Regions from separate parts of the Hordeum vulgare genome. Here region 2 is linked to region 1. The links are chromatin contacts, called in public Hi-C maps. All regions are on one chromosome and are shown on one strand. The core of a region is the stretch at or near the end of the contact, and the rest is flanking DNA. Distances in the headings are between cores, read along the strand shown.

The links. Hi-C and Micro-C count contacts between places; a contact is called where the count stands out from the background.
Region 2: a Hi-C map of seedling shows a contact between it and region 1, with 3 times the contacts expected there. The contact joins the promoter of LOC123442882 here to the promoter of LOC123442877 in region 1. A contact is called at or near these places in 2 of 6 Hi-C or Micro-C datasets (leaf and seedling).

Annotation. Positions count from the first base shown.
Region 1 is chr3H:40,757,283-40,764,558 of MorexV3_pseudomolecules_assembly, forward strand. LOC123442877 (cytochrome P450 90D2-like) reads right to left here and starts at 4,574. Exons shown (of 8, transcript XM_045119048.1): 1 at 3,878-4,574; 2 at 3,354-3,690; 3 at 2,194-2,343; 4 at 1,736-1,993; 5 at 397-486; 6 at 83-268. The coding sequence starts at 4,122.
Region 2 is chr3H:41,284,539-41,291,814 of MorexV3_pseudomolecules_assembly, forward strand. It overlaps LOC123442882 (PRA1 family protein F3-like), which reads left to right and starts at 4,313. Exons shown (of 2, transcript XR_006630537.1): 1 at 4,313-5,902; 2 at 6,938-7,276.

The DNA.
Region 1 (7,276 bases), core at 3,324-5,823:
CCCCCTATAATGTTGGTGTCGCCTAAAGGAGTGGCAATTGGATCAACATCTCTACCGAATGTGGGGGCTCGATCGTCCTCACCTTCCACCTCCATGGATTGAACTTGCAGGGATCCTCGTAGAGCATGTCGTCGAGGTGGACCGACCGGAAGTACATGAACACGCACCATCCTTTGGGGATCAGATGCCCCTTCACCTCGACGTCCCGGACCGCCTTGCGCATGATCCCGCTGATGATGTTCCCCATCCGCAGCGTCTCCGTTATCACCTACGTGCAAAATGTTTCCGTTCACGCTAGGGCATACGCAACGGCGGGGTTTTGCCAGGGTAGAAACGAAGATACAGGTACATAAATCATGGAGTGCCAAATAATCTTGATGTACAAGTATTTCTTACATGTTGCGTGAATGACAAGGACATGTAGTCGGTCCATTGCAAGGTTTCGCCAAGGCCAGCTTTCCTCATCTTGAGCTGCATGTTCTCCTCCTGCCACCGTCGAAATGCGTCACCAATCATTGTCGCATAAAATGGGCTACTGAAATCAAAAGCTCACTTCTTTCTCTTCTACTACCCCATGAAAGCCGAGATGGATAGCTACTGTACCTAGCTAGGCATGTTCCCTAACAGTACTTGGCCCGCGGGGGTTTGAATGAGTTCATTGTTCACATGGCATCAAGACCGAAACAGAGTCGACAAACGAGTAATTTCCACGCACTGTAGCGCTGTAAACGGAAACTAGTGAGCTGCTGCTGCTGCTGCTGCTGCTTGCGCAATAGGATGTACTGCATGCTGGCTAGGGAATGTTCACGGCCCTTCTGCTTCACCAGCTCATGAAACTGTATCTCAGAAACATGTACTGCGTGCCAGTTCAGAAACAACAACGATGATTGGTTTGATTTACCATGTTGGTCTGTGCTTCATAGGGTAAAACTGAATTAACATTGATTTTTTTTCCTTTTGAAAAAGAGGATTACCCTCGGCCTGTGCATCAAACAGTGCATGCAGTCATGCGTAGATATTTAGTTGCACTAGCTGGACAAATTAAGCCCTTGCCATCATATATACCAGCAGGTGTCAAAAGCTATGTGACAAGGATTAGGTGGCATGACAGTGTCCGAAATAAAGTAAAGCGACGGCATATAGTAGAGTAAGTGACAGCATGGCTGATGAATCGACCGAGTTGGATGCCACATCTCATGATGCTACTGAACACTTGAGTGTGAAGGTGTCTAATTTCGATGGGATGTGTGTGTGGTGTGGCTGACATTATCCATTAACAATGTGAGTGTGTGTGCATGTCTTGTTGCAGGTACACTTTTTTAGGCACATAGATAGTATAACAACGATAGTTAATGCTCACGTAGATGCCAACAAGAATGGCATGGACCAAGGTTGGCACGATCCTTTATGTGATCATGATCCGAAAAACACACACACACAAAAAAAACTCTTTTGCGATATTTGTGCAGGCTTTGTAAACAGCTCCAGCTTTGTTCGAGACACAGATGAGTTGAACTGTGTGACAAGTAGTAAAAGAAAGAGTTCATGTCTGACTTGAATTGGCAGGTTACGATGTTCATGCACATTCAGCAGAAAAGAAAAAGATGCTAACTGTTGATTTTAATTTGGTGGGATCAATCGGTCGATCAGGCTGTGACCCCGGCTGACCAGAGTGCTGACAGAAGCTAAGTATGAGTGACAGAGTGAGATGGAGATTTAGTACTGTGGTAGGTACCTCGAGCTGTTGCAGGGCGAGGGGGCACTCGCTGAGGAACTTGACGGCGAGCGTGATGAGCACCGGCACGGAGTCCTCGGCGGGGATCATGAGGTCGATCATGTTGTCGGATATGAGCTCGTCGGTGAGCTCCTCGCTGCCGTCGCCCATGAGCACGTCGATGGCGTCCCTCGCCGGCGGCGCCTCGTCGAGGGCCCTCCTCCTCCTCCTCTTGTCCTGTATGATCCTCTGTATGACCCTGGCCATCCTCTTCTTGGCCTGCACGCACCAGAGAGAAAAGAAAGAGAGGGTGAGCAGAAGGAACATTGATGCCTTTGGTTTTCGCTGCCATATTGGCAGACGGGATGGATGCATGGGGGAGAGAGACAGCTGCAGCGTGCGGGTGTGCATGCATGGATCATGGATGGATGGCGAGCGAGGGGAGGGGAGGTGAGATGAAAGAGAGTGGTGGTACGTACCTGGAGGGATCTGTAGAGCCTAGTCCCTGGCAGCTTAATGGGAAGGGACATGAGTCCGACAATAAATTCCTGGAATTGCTGCTTGAGCTGCTGCATCTCTGGGCCTGCCTCCAGCCCGATCAGACCCCGCACCAGGATTTGGAACACAATCTGCAACACGCACACGCCACATTCACTCATTCATTCATCCATTCATTCATCGTTACTCCGATAATTCTCTCTTCAATCATTCTCATGTAAAATCGCAAGGCGCCCTCTCATCATCAAGGCTTTTGCTTGAAACGCAGCACTGGTGGTCTGAATTCGGTGCAAAAAATGCACACCGAGATCAAATTCACCACACCCAGCAGCCAGCCTTCCCTCTGTCTGCCGCTCTGATGGTCGGTGGCGGGCAGGGTGCTGCCTCGACTCTGGCTAGGTTAGGGTTTTAGGACGTTTTGTAATACGACTTCTCATGAACCTCTATAATAGACGTGGGTCTTGATAGAAAAAATCAGCCACGGTATAATAAGTAGTCCTCCTTCACAGCAGCACGTATCACTGTACTAGTACATCTCTTGCGAGGAGAGATGACTTTTAATTTCCTCTTGCTCGCTGGAGTAGGAGTAGTAGTAATAGTAATCAAATCCTGCGTGTTGGCCCCGCACGAGGGTAGGGAGGGAGGGAGGTGGAATTGAATGGGGGAGGAGGAACACAGGGTAGGCACCCGCTCCCCACAATCTCATTAAGATACCGCACCCCGCACAGTCACAGTCTCCCAACTCCCCCTCCCCCTTCACTCTCTCTCTATCTCTATCTCTATCTCTATCTCTAGCACACGCATGGCGAGGGGAGAGGAGTGGAGCGAGAGGCGGCCCCCACCCCCTTTCGGGGCTGGGCTTCCTTCCTTCCTTCCATGTGGTGACACGGCGCCGCACGTGTGCGCGCCGGTGCGTGCGCCATACGACCGCTACTTGTAGTAATCCAATTCAATCCCTCCCCATTCTCTCTTTCTTTCCTTCCATCTCTCTGACGCACGTACGCACACGTCGTCGTGGTCGCGTTGCTACAAATCGAGCTACTAGAAGCTAAGCTAGTAGGATCGATCGGGAGGCGGTGGTACGTACGATGGATCGACGCGGAAAATGGATGGATGGATGGAAGGAAGGAGGTGGTGGTACCGTCTTGGCGTGGTCCTGGATGCGGAGGCGGGCGCCGGGGCCCTGCTCGCGCCAGGCGGCGAGGGCCGGGGCGAGGCGGCGCTGCATGTCGGCGGTGACCTGCGCCTTGAGCTGCGGCGACTTGAAGAAGGCGCCGACGAGGCCGTGCACGCGGCGCTGCAGGCTGCCGTTGATGAGGAGGATGGAGGACTTGCCCATCAGCTCCGTCAGCGACCGCGGGTACCACGGCACGAACGACCGCGCGTCGCTCTGCAGCACGCACCGGCTCACCTCCGCGTCCGCCGTCACCACCGTCGCCGACCCGAACAGGTGCGACCGGAACACCGCGCTGCCGTACCTGCATGCACGCGACCGACGCCCGCGCCCATGGTGGTGTGTCAGTACAGTACCACGCACGCACGCACGTGCATGCGCGCGCACTGGCATGGCATGGCGTCGATGGATGGTGCCACGCGCACGCGTGCCGCCGCGCCACTGTGCTGCGCCAGGGAAAAGAGACGAGGCTGGCGGCTTAATTTACTCACCGGAGGCGGCGCTTCTCCACGAACGCCTCGGGGCGTGGGGAGTAGGCGCAGGAGACGAAGTCCAGCGTCTCGCCGACCACCGGCCACCCGAAGCTGCCGGGAGGGAGCCGCGCGCCCGTCTTCGTCGCCAGCCGCCTTCTCGGCCTCGCCGCGGCCGGCAGCAGCCTGAAGCACAGCAGCCACGCGGCGGCCAGGAAGGCCCCGGCGGCCGCCCACGTCGACGGCGCCGGCCAGGAAACCGACATCGCCGGAGGCAATTGCTGTCACGGCGTGTCTGCAGCTATCCTTGCACCGGCCCGGCCCGGCCGGACTTCTGATGGTGCGGTGCGGTGCGGTGCGGTGCGGTGTAGTGGAGGTGGAGACACGCGACTACGAGAGGACGAGGGAGGAGCGGAGCACTTATATGCGGCGCCAGCGGGTGGGGAGGAATAGAATTGGCAGCGGCAGCAGCCAAGTGCAAAAGGTACGGGCGGAGGCGAGAGGGAGAGAGATTTTCTCAGGAAGCAGCGATTTGGGATTGAGATTTCGTATACTAGTATGTTTTCTTTTGCTTAGTCCCCACATCTATCATTGTGTATCGTGGTACAGTGTTGGTACTACGGACTGAATGTATATCTTCTCTGCTAGTAGTATTTTTGTGTGTTTCTTTCCCTCTGTCCGGGTCCGGGAGATTGTGAGTCCCGAGCAGAACCGATGCTGCTGATGAGTGATGCCTGATGCTTACCTCCTCGTGTGCACCTGTGGGGCCCACGCCCATAACAGGGATATCTCTACTATTAATTATTAATCTAAAAAATATCTACTATTAATTATTAATTATAAAAATATTTCCATTATTAATTCCAATTATTAATTATAATTGCTAATTATTAATTTAGAAAGTTCTCTACTATTGTTTAATTATTAATTAATGAAGGTATTAAATGGGAGTCGGTTCTATCGCCTGCCCTCCTTTTTCGGGGTTTTCCTCTCCACGCGCACCTCGTTGCTCGGTTTTTTTTCCTAATTTTGTGCATAAAATTAGAATCAACATAAATAGAGTAAATTGAAATAATCTACACCAAAGTGGCACTTTCCCAAAATTACATCCTGGATTAACTTAATCAAATCAAATCTTCTCATAATCACAACTAAATCAAAACTTTTCTTTCCTCCCCATATAAATAAGCAAATCCAATCAAATCTAATCAAAACCATAGCGAATAAAAGAATCCTTACATTTCTGTCACATCCCTGGAACCCTAATCAAGTATAGCATTGTGCTCATATCTTCTTTGCATTGCATCCAAGAAAATTGCAACAAGATCAAAGCAAGTGGTGAAGCAAAACTCAAAAAAAAACCTAGCCACTTCTCAAATTCAAAGAAATTCTAAACTTGTTCAAATCAATGAACTCAAAATGGCCTCAAGAAAAGTTCAACTTTTTTGATAATTCATGGAAGCAAATAAGCAGTGAAGAAAACTATTTTCATAACATATTTGGCATTTTATTTAAATGCAAAAAGCTACTCGATTCAAGTTTAAATTTGAATTCAAAAACTTTAAGTTTTCAAAAATGCTGAAAACTTCAGGAATGGTTGGATATATTCCAACAAATATTCTAGTGTGTTCAAAATAATTTTATAAACTATTTTGGAGCTAAAATAAAAAAACAAATCAAAATAGTTAGTAAATCAGAAAAACAAAATAAGAAAAAGAAATGAGGAAGACCTACCTGACGCTTACCTGGCCCAGGCCCAGCTCCTGTGTCGTCTTCCTCCTCGCTAGTAGGAACAGGAGGTGGCCGCCACGACGCCCGGCGCCTCCACGCAGCTCCGTGCCTGCCTGGCCGCCGCTTCGCGCTGGCATTCGCGGGGATAACCTCCCCGAGCTCTGGCCTATCCATTCCCGCGCTCCATTTCCCCCCTCTCCTCTCGGTTCCTTCCTCCCCTTCTGCCTCCATTGACAGGAGCTCGAGCTCGAGCTGCCTGTGCCTCTGGCCACTGGTTCTTTCCCCCGAGTGCCCCATTCGCTCCGCCGCTATGAGCTGGTCCTCCTTGCAGAAGAAGAAGTTCCCCCGAGCCCTCCAACGCCCACGGCACCGTCGTCTTCAAGCTTCGGCCGCCGGCGAGCTCCGATCGATTCGTCGCCTACAGCGCCTCCCCGAGCAACCTAGCGCCACCACTGCACTCCCCGTGAGCTTGCGCAGCTTTTCCCCAAGCTTCCCCCTTCGATCTCTTCCTCTAGGTCTAGTTCCACCGGAGCCCGACGAGGACCGCCGCTGCAGCTCGTCGCCGGTAGCCCTCCGGTGAAGGGTTGGTCCAACTGAGGCCACCAGCAGCTTCAGGCCGTCGCGTAGATGCTTTAGCAGCCCAGCCCCGCGCGATTTCACCCTGTTTCCGATGACCTCGACGATGGCCGAGCTTTGGTCGCCGTCGAGCTCGTCGTCGGCATCGATTCCGGCCACCCCAGCCCCTGGGGTTCGCCCCATCGTGCGCGCCGTCGAGTTGCCGATCTCCATGTGGTCTCCGCCATGTGTTTGGTCGTCGGAGACGAGTTTTCGATGCCCTCCGCCGTCTCTGGTGTCGCCGGAGGCTCACCGCCGGCGAGGACGACCTCGCCGCCGGTGGATCTCAGCTGGCCTGAGCCACTGACGCATGGGGCCAGCCTCTGGATGTTTTGGGTTAATAAAAATAAAATCAAATAAACTAATAAGTCACTGACATGTGGGTCCAGTGCTGTTAACTAACTAATTAAGTTTAAAACTAATCTAAAAATGACCAGAGTCACTCACAAGTGGGTCCCACTGGTCAGGTTTGATTTTGAACGGCCAGTTGGACCTGCTGATGCCATGTTGACGCAATAAGTGGATTTTCTATTTAAAAATAATTCCAGAAAATGCCCAAAACTTCTAAAAATCATAGAAATTAATCTGTAACTCCAATGAAAATAATTTATATATGAAAAAGTATCAGAAAAATCCAAGGAATCTGAATATGTCATTTTCAAACATGTTTGAAAATGTTACTGGACCAAACATGTAGAATAATGAATAAGTTAACTTTAATAAATGCTTTGGAGTTGGAATTTGAAAATCATTTGAATCCCACTTCAAATGCTATGACCAGACATTGTTCAATCACAACCAGCAACTTAACATGTAATTCCCATGCATGTTAAAAACAAGTTGATTTGAGCATCAGATCGAATCAATTAAAATGGTATTCGAGAATACCCCGTTTGAAGTGATATTTGAATCTGATTCAAATCAACTTCAAACTTAATAAATGATAGCTACATTAGCATACCACCATGCATCTTCATGCCATGCTCACGCATCATTTTGTTGCATATGATTGTTATTGATTGATGTCATTTCTATCGGTAGGCCCCGCTCCTCCGGATTCCACTGAATATCCGA
Region 2 (7,276 bases), core at 3,063-5,562, 530 kb after region 1:
TCCCATGGAGTAGTTCTAGGATGGGTGACCGACCGGGAAGTTGATCCCGGGTGCGCATGAGTGAGGACAAAGTGCACAGAAAAAACTAGTATTGATATGTGGGGCCAGTCTAGATCCCTCCAGGAGTAACGACCGCTGGCGGGTGTGTCTAGGGCGTTACAAGTTTGCTATCAGAGCCGACCCTCGCAAGTTGATCCCGGGTGCGCATGAGTGAGGACAAAGTGAGCAGAAAAAACTAGTATTGATATGTGGGGCCAGTCTAGATCCCACCAGGAGTAACGACCGCCGGCGGGTGTGTCCGGGGCGTTACAATATCGGCCCGTTGCACGGCTGGGACACGGTTCTCCCGCAAATTCAAGATAAAAGTGAGGGAGGTTTGCGTGAGTCCGGACAGGAGAAACATCACTATCTGACACCCCCGGTCCACTCAATCCCCCCTCCCGATCCCGTTTCCTTGCATTCCGCCCCTTTATCCCATAGCTTTTCAGCCTCCACTACTAGTAAAAAGCTTATAGGTAGAATATTACCATAGAATATCCCCTTTCTTTCACCCTCCCATGGTTACCACCTCCGTCGCCGCTGCTCCTTGTAAATCTTCGACCGCCACAGAGGCATTGCCAGAGAAGTCAAGAGAGTTTTCCTTTTTTTCTTAAGCATTTGCATCTCATACCCATGCATTATTTATTTGCATGTTGTGCTTATTTCCTTATATAAACTCTCTTAAAAGTGATTGTCGTCCATTACCAAAATGGGGGAGACTGTAAGAGCATATTTCTCCATATGTAGTTTTGATAATGGATGACAATCCCTATGGATTAATGGTTGCCTTGAGTTATATTCGAAGGATGTGTCCATATGCACTTCTTGGAGTCCATCTGTTGGTTTCAAGAAGTTTATATGGTGACCAAGGTGGTATTCAAGGTTTTATCCAAAGATTGGTCATGTGAGAGTTGAGCTTATTGCAAGCATGTCTTGATGGTGCTAAGAGGCGGTACCGTTGGGTTGTTTTGACTGTGCTAAGAGGCAGTACCGCTCTCTCGAGCGGTAGTACCACTTGAGCACGACTTGTGGGCATAACGGTTGGATTCAGGGGAGCCTATTTAAGTGGGGCCTTTTTCCCCAATGGTACCTATCCTTTGAGCTCGTGTTTGCCCCCCATTGTTGACCTTCTTCGAGCTTGCTAACTATCAATCCCTCCAATGATTCTTGCTAGTTCTTTAGGGAAAAGAGAGAGGAGATCTAGATCTACGTTTCCACGAGTCACTTTCTACTCTATGTGAGGGAACCCCTTGGATATAGATCTTGGAGTTCTTTGTGAGCTCCTTGTTCTTCTTCTCATATTCCTCCATAGCTTTTGTAGTTGTGGTGGAATTTGGGAGTGAGGGACTTGACCACTTTGTGTGTTCTTGCCATTGCATTAGTTGCATCCATTTGAGTTCTCCACAGTGATACGTGGAAGTGAAACTTTGAGAAGCTTATTACTCTTGGGTGCTTGGTACCCTACAACTTGTTCCTCTTGGGTCCTTTGGCGCCCTAGATGGTTGGTGGTGCCTTGGAGCTCAATCATTGCGTTGTAAAGCTCCGGGCAAGTGTCACAGTCTCCAATTAAGTTGTGGAGATTGCCCCGAGCAATTTCTACGGGTTCGGTGACCGCCTCCAAGGGTTGCCCATTGTACGGGTTTGGTGACCGCCCTCAAGGGTCCCTTAGTGGAATCACAAAATCTTGCATTGTGCAAGGGCGTGAGGAGATTACGGTGGCCCTAGTGGGGTCTTGGGCAGCATTGTGCCCCCACACCACTCCAAACAAAGATTAGCATCCGCAAGGGTGTGAACTTTGGGATATATCATCGTCTTCGCGTGCCTCTGTTATCTCTTACCCGAGCCCTTTACTTATGCACTTTACTTTGTGATAATCATATTGTTTCTTGTTATATATCTTGCTATCACTTAGTTGTTTACCTTGATTAACATAAGTTGTTGGTGAACATAGGTGGTCCTAATTGTTTTAGGTTCTGTGCTTGACTAATTAAACGTTATTTTTATTTCGTATTTATTTCAAGCCCAAACCGTAATTATTTTAGAGCACATATTCACCCCCTCTAGGTGACATCCACGTTCTCTCAACTCACCAATGATCCATTCCCATTATATTGTACCGTCACGAGATGTCAGCATCCTAGTAGAAGGATGCTTTTTCTTGTTAGAAATAAGGAGGCACTTGCTTGGATACGACTATGAAACCTATTACGTACCTTGATGTGAGTCTCTCCTTGTATATTATTCTCATTGTCGGACATGTCACAAAAGATAAGAGACATTTTTACACCTCTCCTGTTTACCAGGTGTCTATTTTTGTTCAATGCGAGTCTATTCAACGATATCCTGAGGTCGAAGAAGACAACAAGCGAAACAAGGCACGATGACTATGGTGAGGCTTGGAGCGGTCCCACGTATAGGGAGATGCGAGGGTTGACTCGTTCATGTGTTGGGGGTCTAGAGTGCTAATGCACATGAATTAAGATAAACGGTAAACAAAGTTAAAGCATTGTTTTTATAACAAATATGGTTTAATGTTGTACTCATTTAAATGGATTCATGAAGGAATGACTTGTGCTACTCCCCCGTCACAGTTTAGAAGAAGCGATTTTATTTACATGCATTTCTAGAATAGAAGAGGATTAAAACGTGCAACATTTACTGCTTAGTTAATTAGGAGTATTAGTAGACTGCATGCATAGTGAAAACGCTGGGTGTGCAAGTTGGATGGAAAGGCTTCATGAATGAGGACTCCTCGTTTAATGGTTATGTGGGTTATTGCGCATTATCTTTTCAAATAATTAGGCGCCTTGGAGGTTACTGCATGAGCGCTTGCAAAAAAAAACTAGAACTAATCATGATTCACCTTGGTCCGAGAGATCGCTCATGTGCGCCTTCTAAACTATGACGAAGGGAGCATTTTAGAAAGAAAAATACTATAAAAGATAGTATTCATGTTTTTTGTACTTGCAATTTATTTTGCACTGAAGTCTATGAAGGTCCTTTTTGTTAAATTTTACACATGAGTATTAGTACCATGATGTTCGCTTTAAGAAGTTTCATACCCCCTCCGTCCAGAAATACTTATCGAAGGAATGGATGTATCTAGATGTATTTTACTTCTAGATACATTCATTATTATCCATTTTTATGACAAGTAATTTTGAATGGAGGGAATATTTTTTAACTAAAGCGATGGATTGACACTCATATTTAAAAAATTGGCATAGACGGAAAGAATTATTCGTTTCCCCATGTGAGATCACATCTGACTTCCTCCTTCACGAGCGACTCCTCCTAAGACGAGGGTTTCATGGCCTTTCGTCGGTGTCGTCATCGATCCACCTCGTCTTCATGGCCTTAGGGGCATGGAGGTGTGGTGGATCTCGGCCCTCTTGCTGGGAGGGCTATCGCTTCACTTTTAGTTTTTTTATAAGGTTGATTAGGGTTTGTATCCTGCACAGGAAGGTGCAACGCCCCCTCCCCGTCTAGTCCTTGTCCCGGCAATGCAACCAACATCGTCGGAAGGCGTGTCTCTAGTGGATCTCATGAGATTCGAACGGTGCTGATCTTCGATGTATCTCCATGGATCTAGTCTTGATTCGTCTGCATACGTGTATCTACAGGTTGAATTATTTCCATCTACTCTTTTCTTCATACGTGTCGATTGCTATTCTGGTGTGCGGGTCATGTGGGGCCTCAGCATAACGACTTTCCGAATGTTTATACAATAAGGGCTACTTTGATTCAAAGGAATTGCATAGGAGTTTTAGAGGATTTGGATCTTTAGAATTTTTTTATGGTCGTTTGATTCATAGAATTAACATATTTAGAATTTTTTTCATAGGATCCATTTATACTACTACATTTTGAAAATAAAAACCATCCACTCAAACCATTTTAAAAATTATTTTATTTTTCCTGCGCTATCAAACATTCTTCTAAATCCTATAGAATAATAATATAGGACATGCCATTATACTTCTGTATTTTTTCAATTTCTTCATTCTGAGAACTTCCTGAATCAAAGATGCCCTAAGTTTTGCTCTCCTCGGGCAAAGGAGGGGCAATGGTGACAATGCATCTTGTTCTATGTACAACCATAAAAAACAAAAGTTTTCCAGAGAAATTGCCAGAAATCGGCACCGGTAGCGATGATAACATTTTGTTCCATATACGGCGGTGAAATTGGGGAAAATCTCGAATTTACAAAACGTGGCCTGTCGCCGTCCAGAATGCCCTGGAAATTCACGTCGCCATGTCGTGTTACGGGAAGGCATCCAGCACGGCAGCGTTCCCCACCCTCGCGTCGCATCCCAATTCGTTAATCCCATCGCCTTCCCCGATCCCTCTCGAGTCTCCTCCCCTCCGCTCCCCCGTCCCCTCCCCCCTTCCTCCTCTCGGATCCGCCACCCCGCGGCCCGCCCCTCGCCGCCGGCGACCATGTCCAAGTACGGCACCATCCCCACCTCATCCTCCTCCGCCGCGGGGGCGGCTCACCTCGGCGGCGCCTCCCCGCTCGACTTCATCTCCCGCGCCAAGGCCCGCGGCGCGACGGCGCTGGCCACCCGCCGGCCGTGGCGCGAGCTCGCGGACGTGCACGCCATCGGGCTGCCCCCGAGCCTCGGCGACGCCTACCTGCGCGTGCGCGCCAACCTCGCCCACTTCGCCATGAACTACGCCATCGTCGTCCTCGTCGTCGTCTTCCTCTCCCTCCTCTGGCAGCCCATCTCCCTCATCGTCTTCCTCGTGTGTATGGTCGGCTGGCTCGTCCTCTACTTCCTCCGCGACGAGCCTGTCGTCCTCTTCGGCCGCGTCGTCGGCGACGGCGTGGTCCTCGCCGTGCTCGCTGTTGTCACGCTCATCCTGCTGCTGCTCACCGGCGCGACCACCAACATCCTCACATCGCTGCTCATCGGCTTCGTGCTCGTCGTGGTGCACGCCGCTCTGCACAAGGCGGAGGACAACGTCGACGATGAGGTCGGCCGCTGGTACGCGCCAGTGCCAGCGCAGCCGTCTCACTAGTGTGAGATTGCTCGCCCTCCAACTCTTGGTTCGTGGCTCGTCCATATTATTGTTCAGTGCCGTGTATGCATTTCTGTTCTTCCTACTGCTAGATGGTGTACAATTTGTCAATGTGTGCTTGCTGTGCTATTGTCGTTCCTGAACATGAATGCAAGTGGTGATGCTTTGTGTACTCATATTTTCCCGAATTTTACCTGTGTAGTTCATAGATATGAGCAGCTGAGTGTGCAATTGGGTCTCAAACAATCTCACGGTCATGCTACATGTTTGGTTTGTTTGTCATATAAATTACCTGGTCAAGGAGATCCCTTTCTGTTCCATGGATAATTGAGATATTGCCTTTACAAAGTGAGATTGAGACGTCTTGCAGTTCCAGAAGTCCCTTACACTTCATTGTACCTGACTTTTCACTAACTTGTAAAAAAGAAGAAAAGAGATATCTAAATGGCGGCTGGTCTAAAATATCTCTAAATGTATCTGCTAGCTCTGCCAGAATTTCATAAATGGTTCAGTGAATGTAATTTGATTGACAGAGTTTGCGGTATGGCAAGCAGTTGTCACTATCAGGCTGCCCAATCTGATAAAATAGTTTTAGCAATCTTATCGTCTCTTTACACCCTGTAACCATAGTGTAGCTCCCTGTTTATAGTTGCGGATCGTGTATCTATGTGCTTGTTTTTTATGGAGGGCAGAATCATTGGAAGTGCCAGCCAGAAGAAGACGGATGTATGCAATTTGAAAATGGTCCGAGAGACAACCCTGGCCTGACAGGCCCTACACTAAGAGTCGTCTGGAAGTAGTGGGAGGCAATTCCTTGCCCACTGCTCTTCCCACAAGGGAGGTACAGCTAACTAGCAATTGAATTGAATTAGCTTAGCTGTTTGTTGGGTGCAGAGTATTAATTTTTTGAAATCTCAAGAATCTAAGTTTTAGAGCTCAATCATCAGCCGGTCAGGAAGCATTTCTGCGGTAGTTAGTTATACCACACTTCAGAAGCGTCTGTATTTTGCAGTTTCTTTTTTTAGTTGCTATGTATTCTTTCTAGACTTAGTAACCATCCTTGTGATTTAATAGAGGAACAATTTTCTGTATTTACAGTTTTACTCTTTTACTTAGTTTGATGTCGACGTGAGTAAATTATTTCTCTTATTTCTCAAGGTTTTTTTTTTCAGTTGGTGACTGTTAGTGTGATTTAAATGAGATAGAGAGTAGTTCCTTTCTTTGACATCTATCTGGTTGTTTGTCAGGTCTGGCAATTAGCATTCCATTTGCGCCATGGTGTCATGACCATTCTTCGCATTCTGGTTGCAATTTACAATTAGTGTATGCATTATTATTATTCTATATAACTTGAGCTCGACAATATTATGTTACCAAACTACTCATGAGATTGAAACGTTAAATTCTTGTGCTCATCAGTTGGATTTGATGTTGTTGAATATTGATGCTAAAAGTTCATGAATGTGAAGGCAGCAATTCGCGTCAATGTAAAAAAGAACAATCTCATCCGTATGTAGGAATTTGTGCTGAATAATTTTACCATTTATTGCATCATTTAGTTACGGGCCAGTAGCTGCCTTGTTTTTAGAAGTGACACTAGATTGTGTGCAACTTGTTTGATTGTGCACCTATCAGGGTGATTTAGAAGTTCACTCAGGCAAACTCTCTAAGACAAGACTTCTAAAGGGAGCCAAATGAGCAATAATCGTAATTTTGGGATGCATAATGGCCTTCAAGGGAGTTCTGGAAACAGAGCAAAATAAGCACCAATGTTAAAACACACAATGGTGTGCAGTTTTGTTTTGATATGCTAATTTTCTCGTGTGTGTAGCCTATGTGAATACTGACTGAGATACCCGCCTTTTGTTCTTTGCAGGGCCTGAGTGTGCTCGATTCTCCTTGTGTCCTCCCTTCGTTCTCAAGTATTCTGTGAGTGTAAGTTTAGCATTGGTATATGGTCTCGGCCCAGTCAGGATGAACAAGAACTTGTAGCTGGTGGTTGGTCTTGCGCACGACACTGGTTCATCAGAAGCTTTTGATCCAGTAATGATGGACGGCTGTAAACTTTGGTCGTTGCGTACAGTTCAAAGATTCCCCCTTCTTTACATGTACGTACCAATTATGGGAGACAACGAATCTACACTCTGAAGTGTGAGAATTTAGCTGGCAGGGGCCCTCTGTGAGGCTGGTATACATTACTTCGTGCTGGCAATTT